Regions from separate parts of the Sus scrofa genome. Here all the other regions are linked to region 1. Evidence: chromatin contacts called from public targeted proximity ligation data. All regions are on one chromosome and are shown on one strand. The core of a region is the stretch at or near the end of the contact, and the rest is flanking DNA. Distances in the headings are between cores, read along the strand shown. Region 1 overlaps CFAP54 (cilia- and flagella-associated protein 54). Region 2 overlaps ELK3 (ETS domain-containing protein Elk-3). Region 3 overlaps ELK3 (ETS domain-containing protein Elk-3).

Region 1 (3,116 bases), core at 490-2,989:
GCAGTCGAGGGAGGAACCAATCTCGGATCCGCCTCCCGGAACTGAGAGGGCTGAGATGTTTATGAGACAGGCAGAATGGGTCCAGGCCTGGGCGCCAGTGATTTAAGGCAGGGAAAAGGTGAGGTTGTCGGCGTCCCGCGCAGGTGCATCTCGGTTCGGCCTTCCTCTGTGTTGAGAGTGGAGGCACTTAGCCTGATGGGAAGGCGGAGCTTCCCAGCCTCTGACGTCAGGCGGCCCCGCCCGGACACCTGCGCGGCCCAGTTTTAGGGGGGGTGGTCTCGACCAGCCCCAGCTGTTTCGCCCTGGGCCAGAGCCGACTGCGAGTTCCTGCAGAACAGCGAGGCTGCGTGAAGCTGGGAAGGTATGCAAGTAAAGAGAGGAAAAACAAAAAACCAAAAACCCAAGTGAGCTTAAGTAGTGAAGGTAGTTTACAAGCCGAAGGTTATTTTTTAACAAGACTTCTCTTATCTGTTGTTCTGTAAATCAAACTCATGCAGATCTCTTTGTTAACAGGTTCCGTTAAGTCTGTAGGGCATGGTTTCAAGTCTTTTCCCAATCTAGTTTCCCAGCTTCCTTTTTCTCCTGCATTTCTGTTTTATGGACCTGAATACTTTGGGTCTGGGAGGGAAATTTACCACATAGAGGCTAAGAGGTGGAGGAACTTTGTTAATGAAGCAGTACCATCTATTTTCTGCTGCAAAAATTGGAGAATTACCTTAGTTCCGTGTAATTGGACCATGGTTCTTAGAAACTTGAAAATACAGAGTTTGGAAAATTCCAGGAAAAAAATTCAGATGAGGTCCAACTTGTAAGCTAGATTCATGTGAAGTAACAGTTTTGACGAGAATTGAGTGCCTCCTCTATATGTGTGTGTATAAATATAAATATATATATATATATATTTTTTTTTTTTTGTCTTTTTTGCCATTTCTTGGGCTGCTCCGACGGCATATGGAGGTTCCCAAGCTAGGGGTCGAATTGGAGCTGTAGCCGCCGGCCTACAGCACAGCCACAGCAACGCGGGATCCGAGCCGCGTCTGCAACCTACATCACAGCTCAGGGCAACGCCGGATCCTTAACCCAGTGAGCAAGGCCAGGGATCGAGGCTGCAACCTCATGGTTCCTAGTTGGTTCCTGAGTCCTGATGGGAACTTTTTTTCCCCTCTATATTTTAATGCTTCTCCTTAACATAAGAAGTTGGTGGTACACAGCACAGTTTGGGGTTTGGGAGAATCCAGGTGGATGGAAGTGGAAAGAAGAAGCATGTTAGAAATTGATGGAGAAGGTGGTGACAGATAGTGACTAAGGATTCAGAATATTTCAGATAGGATATTTAAACTTTTACGTAAAAGAACAAAGAAAAAAGTAAACCTACTTTTCACTGATGGGAAAGTGGGCAGATAAAGGTATTTATAATCCTGGAAACAAACTTGAGTGGTTACTTTGGTTTCTAGAATCTCTTTATTTTTATTTTAGTCACAGTAAGGAACATCTTGTTGGACTATTCTTGTTTTGCACGGAGATTTGAATTTATTATATGAATCAAGTTAGAATGGAAAAGATTCAGAATTAATTAGTGAGCAAGTAACACGTCCACAGAAATAGAAACAAAACAGCGTTTGCCTGTGATGCCTCCTAAGGGGCGAGGTAACCCAATAGGCAGTTCACATCCAGGGCAGTTGCTTTTCCTGGAAACACAGTTGCAGGGGAGGAAGCCAGGAAGGGTGGCAGCTGAGTCATATGCAGAGCCCAGCTCACAATCCACCGCCCTGAACCTCTCCAGGTCGACGGTGCCCCGCGGGCTTCAGAAAAGCGGCGTCTGACTTTGTAATGGGAACAGAAGCATGAATTAGAACTAACACGAATCATAACTAACGAGAGCTCAGACTTTTTTGATTTGTCCTGCTGTGATGTCAGAGACTGGACAGATGGAGGAAGCCAGCTCATCACCTGCATTGTTCTTTTCTTCCTTCTTTCTTTCCTTCCTTCCCTTCCCCTTTTTCTTTCTCTTTCCTTTTCTGTCTTCCTCCCTCCCTCCCGACCCTTCCCCACACTTTCTTTCTTTTTTGGAGCTTAGGCAGCATCAGAAGCAAGGCCGGTTATAGAGCTCATTTTCCTCCCTCACTGGGTAGGTGGGTTACCATGATCTAGTGAAGTCGAATCTTTTGGATTTTGAGTTTAGCCAGGTATGACCCCCCCCCTCGGTGCCCTGGTGCCTCTTCCCCCTCTCTGAGGTCAGGATGGTCTCATCTCACAATAGGCTTGGGAGGAGGATTAGATGAAATAGTGCACGTGCATTGCAGTCTGTTACAGAGTGTGTGGCAATGCTGCTGCTGCTGGTAGTAATAAAATAACAGTAATAAGCAACATGGACACTATTAATATTAGGAATATTATGACTGCGCCCTAATTTTCACAATGTTAAGCTTCAAATGGTATTTTGAAACTTACCAGTCCTCTTCTTATTTCAGGAATATAAGTTGGCCCTTTTACAGTGCTATGGGAGGTACCTTCAGCAGTTCACCGTCAACTTTGATGAGCATAAAGCAGACGTGAACGAATTCAAAGCTGTATTTTTTCCAAAAGGCCTTGGAGACAAAACCGCTGCACAAACAGTAAGATGAAAGCAGTAGCTAGACTAGCTACCACTGATGATCAGCTCTGCAATAGTATATCCTTTAGTTGACAGCTTCTCAATGTCTTTCATTTGCTTAGCATGGCGTTTACCTGTGTGTTCTAAGTTGCTTAATAAATATTTTCTGTGCTGGATGAGAAAGCGCGCTTTTAAATTTGTAAAGATGCTTTGGGGATTGTGTCATTGGAATCCCTTCTTCATCCAGTAGACAGTTATTATTATTATAATTACATATTGGTCTAATACTTTTAGTTCACAACGTGCTTTAGAAAACATATCGGATCCTCACAATAATTCTGTGAGTTAGATACTATTATTATCTCTATTTCACAAGAGAGAAAAGAGAAAGCTAATCACATAGCATAACAAGCAGTGGCTCTGGAGAGGAAACAGATTTTTTTTTTGATATTAAAAAAAAGTATGCTTTTTTTCCTCGTATACCAGTATTATGATGTTAATTGCTACCAGTGAGTCATTTGTT
Region 2 (3,239 bases), core at 86-2,585, 200 kb before region 1:
TAGAAATAGATGAGTCCTAAGAAACACTGGATTTGGAAAGGTGGCGAGTTTGTACCATTGGGCTGAGGGGAAAGCAGCAAAGTCTCCTTTGAGGAGGTGGAATTTTGATGGTCAGAGGGCATCCAGCAAGGGCATGTCTGTATGTTCGCTCACCAGGTTTAGTGCAAATGTTGGGCTCTCTAGAAGCCTCAGTAATTGAGTGACAGAAGAACGTGGGGCGGACAAAATTGAGGTCCTGATGGGGTCTTTTCCCTTGAAAATGAATTGTCCTTGGGCCCTAGGGCGTCTCCTTCCCTGGCAGGTGGCAGGATCAGGAAGTCCTTATCTGCCCCTCAGAGGAGCCCATTTGCGAAGACATTCTTGAGTGAAAGAAGAGGGAGCATTTGGTTTGCTGGTGGCCTCTTTAACCTCTGGCCTTGGGCTTAGCCTTCCTTCCGTGACTCAAGTGGCTCGTCTGAGGCTCTGAAAGCTCACAAGAAACCAGAGATAACCCAGGCCAACCTTTATAGGAACTTCCCTTAAAAGAGCAGCCAACCAGTTTTTTCTCGACAGCCACGGGATCTTCAGGCAGAACAGGGATGGGGGAAAGGAATGAAGGAAATCATTTCACAGCATTTATTTGCGTATATTATAGAAGACGTTTCAAACATACTAAACATGAGAAACAGAAGGCCACTGTATCCCTTAGAAATAAATGTGCAAGCATCTCAAATCCAGACATGGGTGTGTATTTTAGACTCTGAAACGATATTCCACACCTCATATGTTGCTCAGAGGATTAAAGCAGAAAGGCTGCCTGTTTGTGGCTGTGGATGAGAAAAAGTGATGTTTTGGAGTTTAAAGGATTCACGGGCGCACTGGAGCCACAAGACCTTCCTGGGCAGATAAACCAGGTCGTGATGCGCTGGTTCGTACGTGTTAACGCGGCAGACATACCGAGGTTGGAACCTGGCCTCAGAGTTCATCCTCTCAGATCGCCTGAGCTGTGTCCTTGAACCTGACGTGACTGAGAGGAACCTTAAAATACTGGCTGACTAGGCAGGCGTGTCTGTTTTGGGACATGAGGGGCTTTTCCACACGCAGGTGCAATACACTCAGTCAGGTACACTTTCAATTCATTGCTAACGAGGACGGTCTTGAACACTTGCGAGGCAGTTGCCGTGTGCTAGACGCACGTTCAGAGCTTTGCACACGTCGTTGACCCTTCCTGACAAACCCGTCATGTAAAGAATGGGGGCATTTCCCCCCATTTTGCAGATGAGGAATCTGAGGCATATCAGTTGTACCTCGCTAGTAAGTAGCGGTTCTGAGACTGGCACCCTGGCAGAGCCCACGTAAAACCACTGAAGCCTTAACCGGTAAGCCAGATGGCCTGGCGTGCTTGTGACACTGCCTTGGATGAGAACAAATGGGAAATTCATCCAAAATACGTATGTATCCTTGTAACCTCATAGGTCATTAAGTATGCAGGAAGTGCCGTGGAACCAAAGATTCACGTAATTTGGCATAAATTAGTTTACTTTTCAGCAGCTTCAGTTTAAGAATCTTTGGGAGTTTATCTCCTTTCTGCTGAATAGAGACCTTTCCACTTAGTTTAAGCCGAATGTCCTGGGTAATTAATGAAGCTGCGAAGGCCAATTCTAGGAAAAGATGCTAACTTCAGCATCTAGCATGATGCAATCTGAAAAGCTGGAGTCCTTGCTGTGCTGCTTCTTACATGGAGCACCTCACTACCACCACAAAACCACTGAGGGGCGCCCTCTAGTCACCAAAGGTGCAAAATCACCCTGGATGAGGGCGTTTGCCTCTGCCGAGAATAAAAGCAGACTTCGCAGCTGGGGTGGGTTGTTTCTTCTACACACTAGCTGGCTAGCTGGGGTGCAGGCCAGGACTCCTGCTGTGTGTGTGCCAGCAAATACAATCCTTGGCTCTCTCCTGGGAGACCCAGAGTTTCGGCTTTACACCCAGTCTGACAAAGGATTTTTTTTCCCCTCTCCAAACCATTGCCAGGGAGATGAATTCTCATCAGGCGCATATCTGGAGTGGAATCTGGAAAACCCAGTTCAGAGCTTTTGATGAAACTGCTACAGGGTATTTTAGCTGCAGTTCCTAATGTATTAAAGGGCTGTTATTGATAGAGAAAATGAAGCTTGAGAGGCCCTTTAAAAAATGTGTGTCTCTGTGTATAGCCCAAATAATGGCAGTCCACTGTAGAAAACTAAGAAAACACAGGCAAAAAAAAAAAAAGGAAGCCCTTTCGTGGGATCCCATTTGCTACTCCACTAAATCTTGTTTAATGTGTGAGGAGGAGCAAATTCAAGAAAGTATCTGGACAAAAGTTGCTACAGACTTGAGTTTTCTACCGTGCTTAAGGAAGTTAATTTTCCATACTTTCTTCCTTTATAAAAAAAGAAATTCAACTGCATACAGCCCTGTAGAAATAATATGTCAGATTTTCCCCAAATGGAGAGGCTTGTTTCTTGGTTCATGGCTAATGCCCCTGGCCACAGCTGGAGTCAGGTGACGCCTGTATCAAAAACCATGTGTGTGCTTTCTTTCCCAGACACCAAATGGATTGCTTCTGACCCCGAGTCCACTGCTGTCCAGCATACATTTCTGGAGCAGCCTTAGTCCAGTTGCTCCACTGAGTCCTGCCCGGCTGCAGGGGCCAAACACGCTGTTCCAGGTGAGCATTTGGAAATGAACTTTTTAATGTGGAACTTCTAAGGGACATGCTTCCTCAGGAAATGCTGCCAAGATCATGGTGTGCTCTGCCCTACCTTTGGTTAAAAAAGATCAGGTCTCCACTGCTCTTCTCAGCTGTACATTTTGCTTGACAAGGTTAATATTTACGTCTGTGCCAGAGGCTCTGCCTGCTGGTATTTGGGTTCTTGCTGGGAGAAGGGGGAGCTAAGAAGATTCTGACTACTATCTTGCTTCTCTGGTTCCCTTAGAAGGGTTGAGATAGGATGTCATGATTGACTATATCCCTGGAGTCATCAGGTTTCTCCTCCTGGTCCTTCTTCTCATCACAGGAAATTGAGATACAGTCACACACAGCCAACATGTTGATCCGCGGCCATAACTCGGGCAAGGAAACCAAACACTAGAAATAGCAAAAAGCAGTGAGCAAATGCAGCAGTAGGCAAGTTTTAGACTAATAATCTTTTGGTAGGGGAGCTAAAAGGCCTTATTTTCTGGAAGTCTCCAGATGGGAACGGCAGAGTTCCTGAGTAGAT
Region 3 (3,377 bases), core at 702-3,201, 220 kb before region 1:
TGTCGCCGAGAAGGAAATCCATCCTCCTAGCACATCAGTGCCAGGAAGCAGCTCCCCAGCCTTCCTGCCCTGCCTGCCCCGCCGTTAGCACCATGAGGACCCGAGAGGGAAAGTCAGTTTTCCAGAAAAGCGGTGGCAAAGCCAGGATGAGAACGTGCTCCCAGACCACCTGCGGGCCGGACTCCGGGCCACCTGCCAGCCCTGGAGGCGGGAGGGTCACAGTCAGCACATCCCCGACCCGCAGGGGAAACAGGGGAGCCGTTTTACATTTTGTTTTAGTAACACTCCAGCGGCCTTTAATAAAAAATACCCTTGAGTGTTGAAAGAGAGCCAGGGGGAGATAGAACTCCGGGTCCAACGAGAGGCAGCCCGTGGGTCCGGAGCGGGTGAGAACATGCCCTTGACGTGCAGAATGGGCCTCCCGGCTGGGGTGGGCACCCCCAGGGCAGCAGACCTCCTCCTCCTCGGGCAGCAGGGCCAGGAGGCCTCCCATTCCAGGCCAGGAGAATTTGGAGAGGCTCCTCCCATGCAGCTTAGCAGCGCCAGAGGATAAAGCGCTCTCAACCCAAACCGCAAGGAAACCTCCCCCGGGAGGCAGCCAGTTCCAAGACAGAGTTGGAACTGGTTACTGGCAGCACGTTATTCTTAGAAGTCCTGCGTGGGGGTGGGTGTGCGCGCGCGTGTGCGAAGGTCCGTGCTCCGAGCTCCAGCCCTGCGCCCAGGACCAGGCTGTCCCGAGCTCAGGGCGGAGACGCCGCCCTGGGAAGGGAAGGGCTGGGCCTTTAAGAGAGAGGAGGCTGTTTCCTAGGAATTACATTCCCAGGGCTGCTGTAACAGATTCGCACACGCTTTGGTAGCTCCAAACAGTGCAAGTTTCTCCTCGCAAGGGTCTGGGGGCCAGAAGGCTGACGTCAAGGTGTCAGCAGGGCTGCGCTCCCGCTGAAGGCTCTAGGGGCACATCCTTCTTTGCCTTTTCCAGCCTCGGGGGGCTCCCAGAAATCCTTGGTTCCCTGGCTTGCAGCGGCATCACTCCTCTCTGCCCTGTCTTCTCACGGCCTTCTTCCTTGTGTGTGGCTCTGGGTGGTTCCTTTTCTTGTAGGAACACAGGTCCCTGCATTTAGTGCCCACCCTGACTCCAGTGTATTCCACCCTGACATCCTTAGCCTGTGACATGTGCAGAGACCCCATTTCCAAATAAGGTGTCATTCTGGAGTTCCCCTTGTGGCTCAGCAGAAACAAACCCGACTAGTATCTGTGAGGTTCTGGGTTTGATCCCTGGCCTTGCTCAGTGGGTTGGGGATCTGGCGTTGCTGTGAGCTGTGGTGTAGGTGGCAGACACGGCTTGGATCCCACATTGCTGTGGCTGTGGTGTAGGCCGGCAGCTGCTGCTCTGATTCGACCCTTAGCCTGGGAACTTCCATATGCCATGGGTGCAGCCCTCAAAGGGAAAAAATAAAATAAAAATTTAAAAAGTCTCATCCTGGGGTTCTGTCTGGAGGTGACTTTGGGGTGGGCGGGAGGGAAGCACCATTCAGCTCACCGCGGAGCCCAAGGACTGCCCCAGTTACAGGCAGCTCAGGTGCGTGGGTCGCAGGAGCCCTTTCAGCACTGCTCTGGCGGGCAGCTGGTGCCAGGTGGGCCTGCCCACACCCAGTTCCTGGCCGAGGCCAGTACAGACAGCCAGTGGCTGGGTCCCCTTGCCTTCAGATGGCAGGGAGCGAGAGGAAGCAGGGTCTGCCATGCGCGTCCATGCAGCCGTCAGACACTGCAAGGGTGAGGTTGGGCTGATCCACTTCCATTGCTACTCCTCAGAGCCTAGCCAGGTGCTCTGCTTTCCCTGTGGCTGCAGCTTCTGTCTTTGTTGCAAGAACGTGTGCTCGTTCCAGAGGAGGCACTCTGAGCCTGACTCCGCCAGGGAGTACGTGTTCTAACTTTGCAGAGAGGACAGTCGGGTTCTGTGTCGGGAAAGTGTGAGTCAGTCCGTGGTCTGGATGGGAACCCAATGCCCGGAACTGAAGACAGGATGTTGGCTGTGACGCCGGGCGCCTGGAGACACTCCTCGGCCACTGACTGGGCTGGGAATCCAGCACGGAGCCCCGGACCCCTCATCCGTGCAGCGGGTTCCAAAGCCTTGTGATGCTTGCTCGAGATACTGTATACGCCTTCTGTAATTTATAAAGCGAGGGACCCATATAAGGAGCGCAGAATCCGATGAGAAGACAGTGTGATATAATGAAGATGCTATTTAGTTAGATCATCGCCTGCTGGGTGAAATTCCTCCTGGTGAGAGTTCATGTTTCGAGGTCTGCTCTGAGCGAGGCACATACATTGCTCTTTTAGAGAAAACTGGCCTCTAAGATCGTTTTATGCCCCTTTTAGGAATAAGCCAAACATCTCATTTGGGGAAAGCCAGTGTGTCTTACATCTTCGTGCTTCTCGTTACCTTCTTGGTGTATTTTGCAAAGATACCACCACCCTTTATCATGTTTCTAAGATGGTTTAAAATGTATTTTCTTGAAGTCATGTGGACATGGCGATGCTGTTGGAGACGAGCAGTGTTTTATATTAAACGTGTTTTCTGAATTGAGGGCAGCACACTGAGGCCTGCAGAAGTTCAGGACGTATTCAAGGTCATAGTCAGTAGCGACGGAGGCTGGGATTCAAACCCAGGTCAGTTTGTCCCAGGGCTGGTTGCACTTTGCATCCGGCCCATCAAGGCTCTGGGCCTGTCCCCTCATGGGAGCAGCTGTGCTCAGGCCTGTGGATGCTCGGAGGAGCCGGCGTCTCTCTTCACCTCCGAGCCCTTCTGATGCTCAGCTGGGGCCATAGCCAGGCCGTGGAGGTGGCCATCAGCTTCTCGCTGCTTTCCTGTCACTCTTGGGTGTCACCCACTTAGAGGTGGCCTTCCGATGTCCATCCCGCTCTGGCGGGACCACCAGGTCCCCGGTGCCTCGTGCAGGGTGTCCCATCAAGGCAGGCGTCTTCACTCCCTGCAGCTGGGCAGAGGCAGTTCTATTTGCAGTTAGGGAACAGCCTCGGGAGGCACTAGAAAGGCCGGTGCTTCCTGAACGTGGAGCTGGCTTTCCCAGCCTTGCCGCAGTGACCCCACAATTACTCTGGAATGCAGAGCCCGTGGTCCTGGCAGGCTGACTTAAGCATTAGCCGCTGAGCCAACGGCAGCTGCTTTCTGGGAGAGGGTGTGGCAGTGCAACAGAGAAAGCTTCAGTCTTGGCTCTGGATAGACTTGGGTTCAAACTTCAGCTCCTCCAGTTACAGGCTGCAGGATCTCGGGCTCCTAAACTTTCTAGAGCCTGCCTGCTGCTTCCTCTTGATTTGACCAGCAATACATATGAAACATAACTTTTTAAATGTGAAAA

Evidence for each region.
Region 2: a targeted proximity ligation map of skeletal muscle shows a contact between it and region 1, with 2.9 times the contacts expected there. A contact is called at or near these places in 1 of 5 promoter capture datasets (liver), 9 of 47 Hi-C or Micro-C datasets (alveolar macrophages, brain, embryonic fibroblasts and 4 more) and 2 of 2 datasets of targeted methods (alveolar macrophages and skeletal muscle).
Region 3: a contact with region 1 is called in a targeted proximity ligation map of skeletal muscle. A contact is called at or near these places in 5 of 47 Hi-C or Micro-C datasets (embryonic fibroblasts, fibroblasts, liver and 2 more) and 1 of 2 datasets of targeted methods (skeletal muscle).

What each region holds. Positions count from the first base shown.
Region 1 is chr5:87,088,879-87,091,994 of Sscrofa11.1, reverse strand. It overlaps CFAP54 (cilia- and flagella-associated protein 54), which reads left to right. Exons shown (of 68, transcript XM_021092730.1): 3 at 2,472-2,615. Among named protein-coding and RNA genes, the nearest start is that of CFAP54, 12 kb to the left of the region's middle.
Region 2 is chr5:87,292,532-87,295,770 of Sscrofa11.1, reverse strand. It overlaps ELK3 (ETS domain-containing protein Elk-3), which reads left to right. Exons shown (of 5, transcript XM_021092733.1): 4 at 2,564-2,686. Among named protein-coding and RNA genes, the nearest start is that of ELK3, 61 kb to the left of the region's middle.
Region 3 is chr5:87,313,090-87,316,466 of Sscrofa11.1, reverse strand. The region is part of intron 2 of ELK3 (ETS domain-containing protein Elk-3); the gene reads left to right. Among named protein-coding and RNA genes, the nearest start is that of ELK3, 40 kb to the left of the region's middle.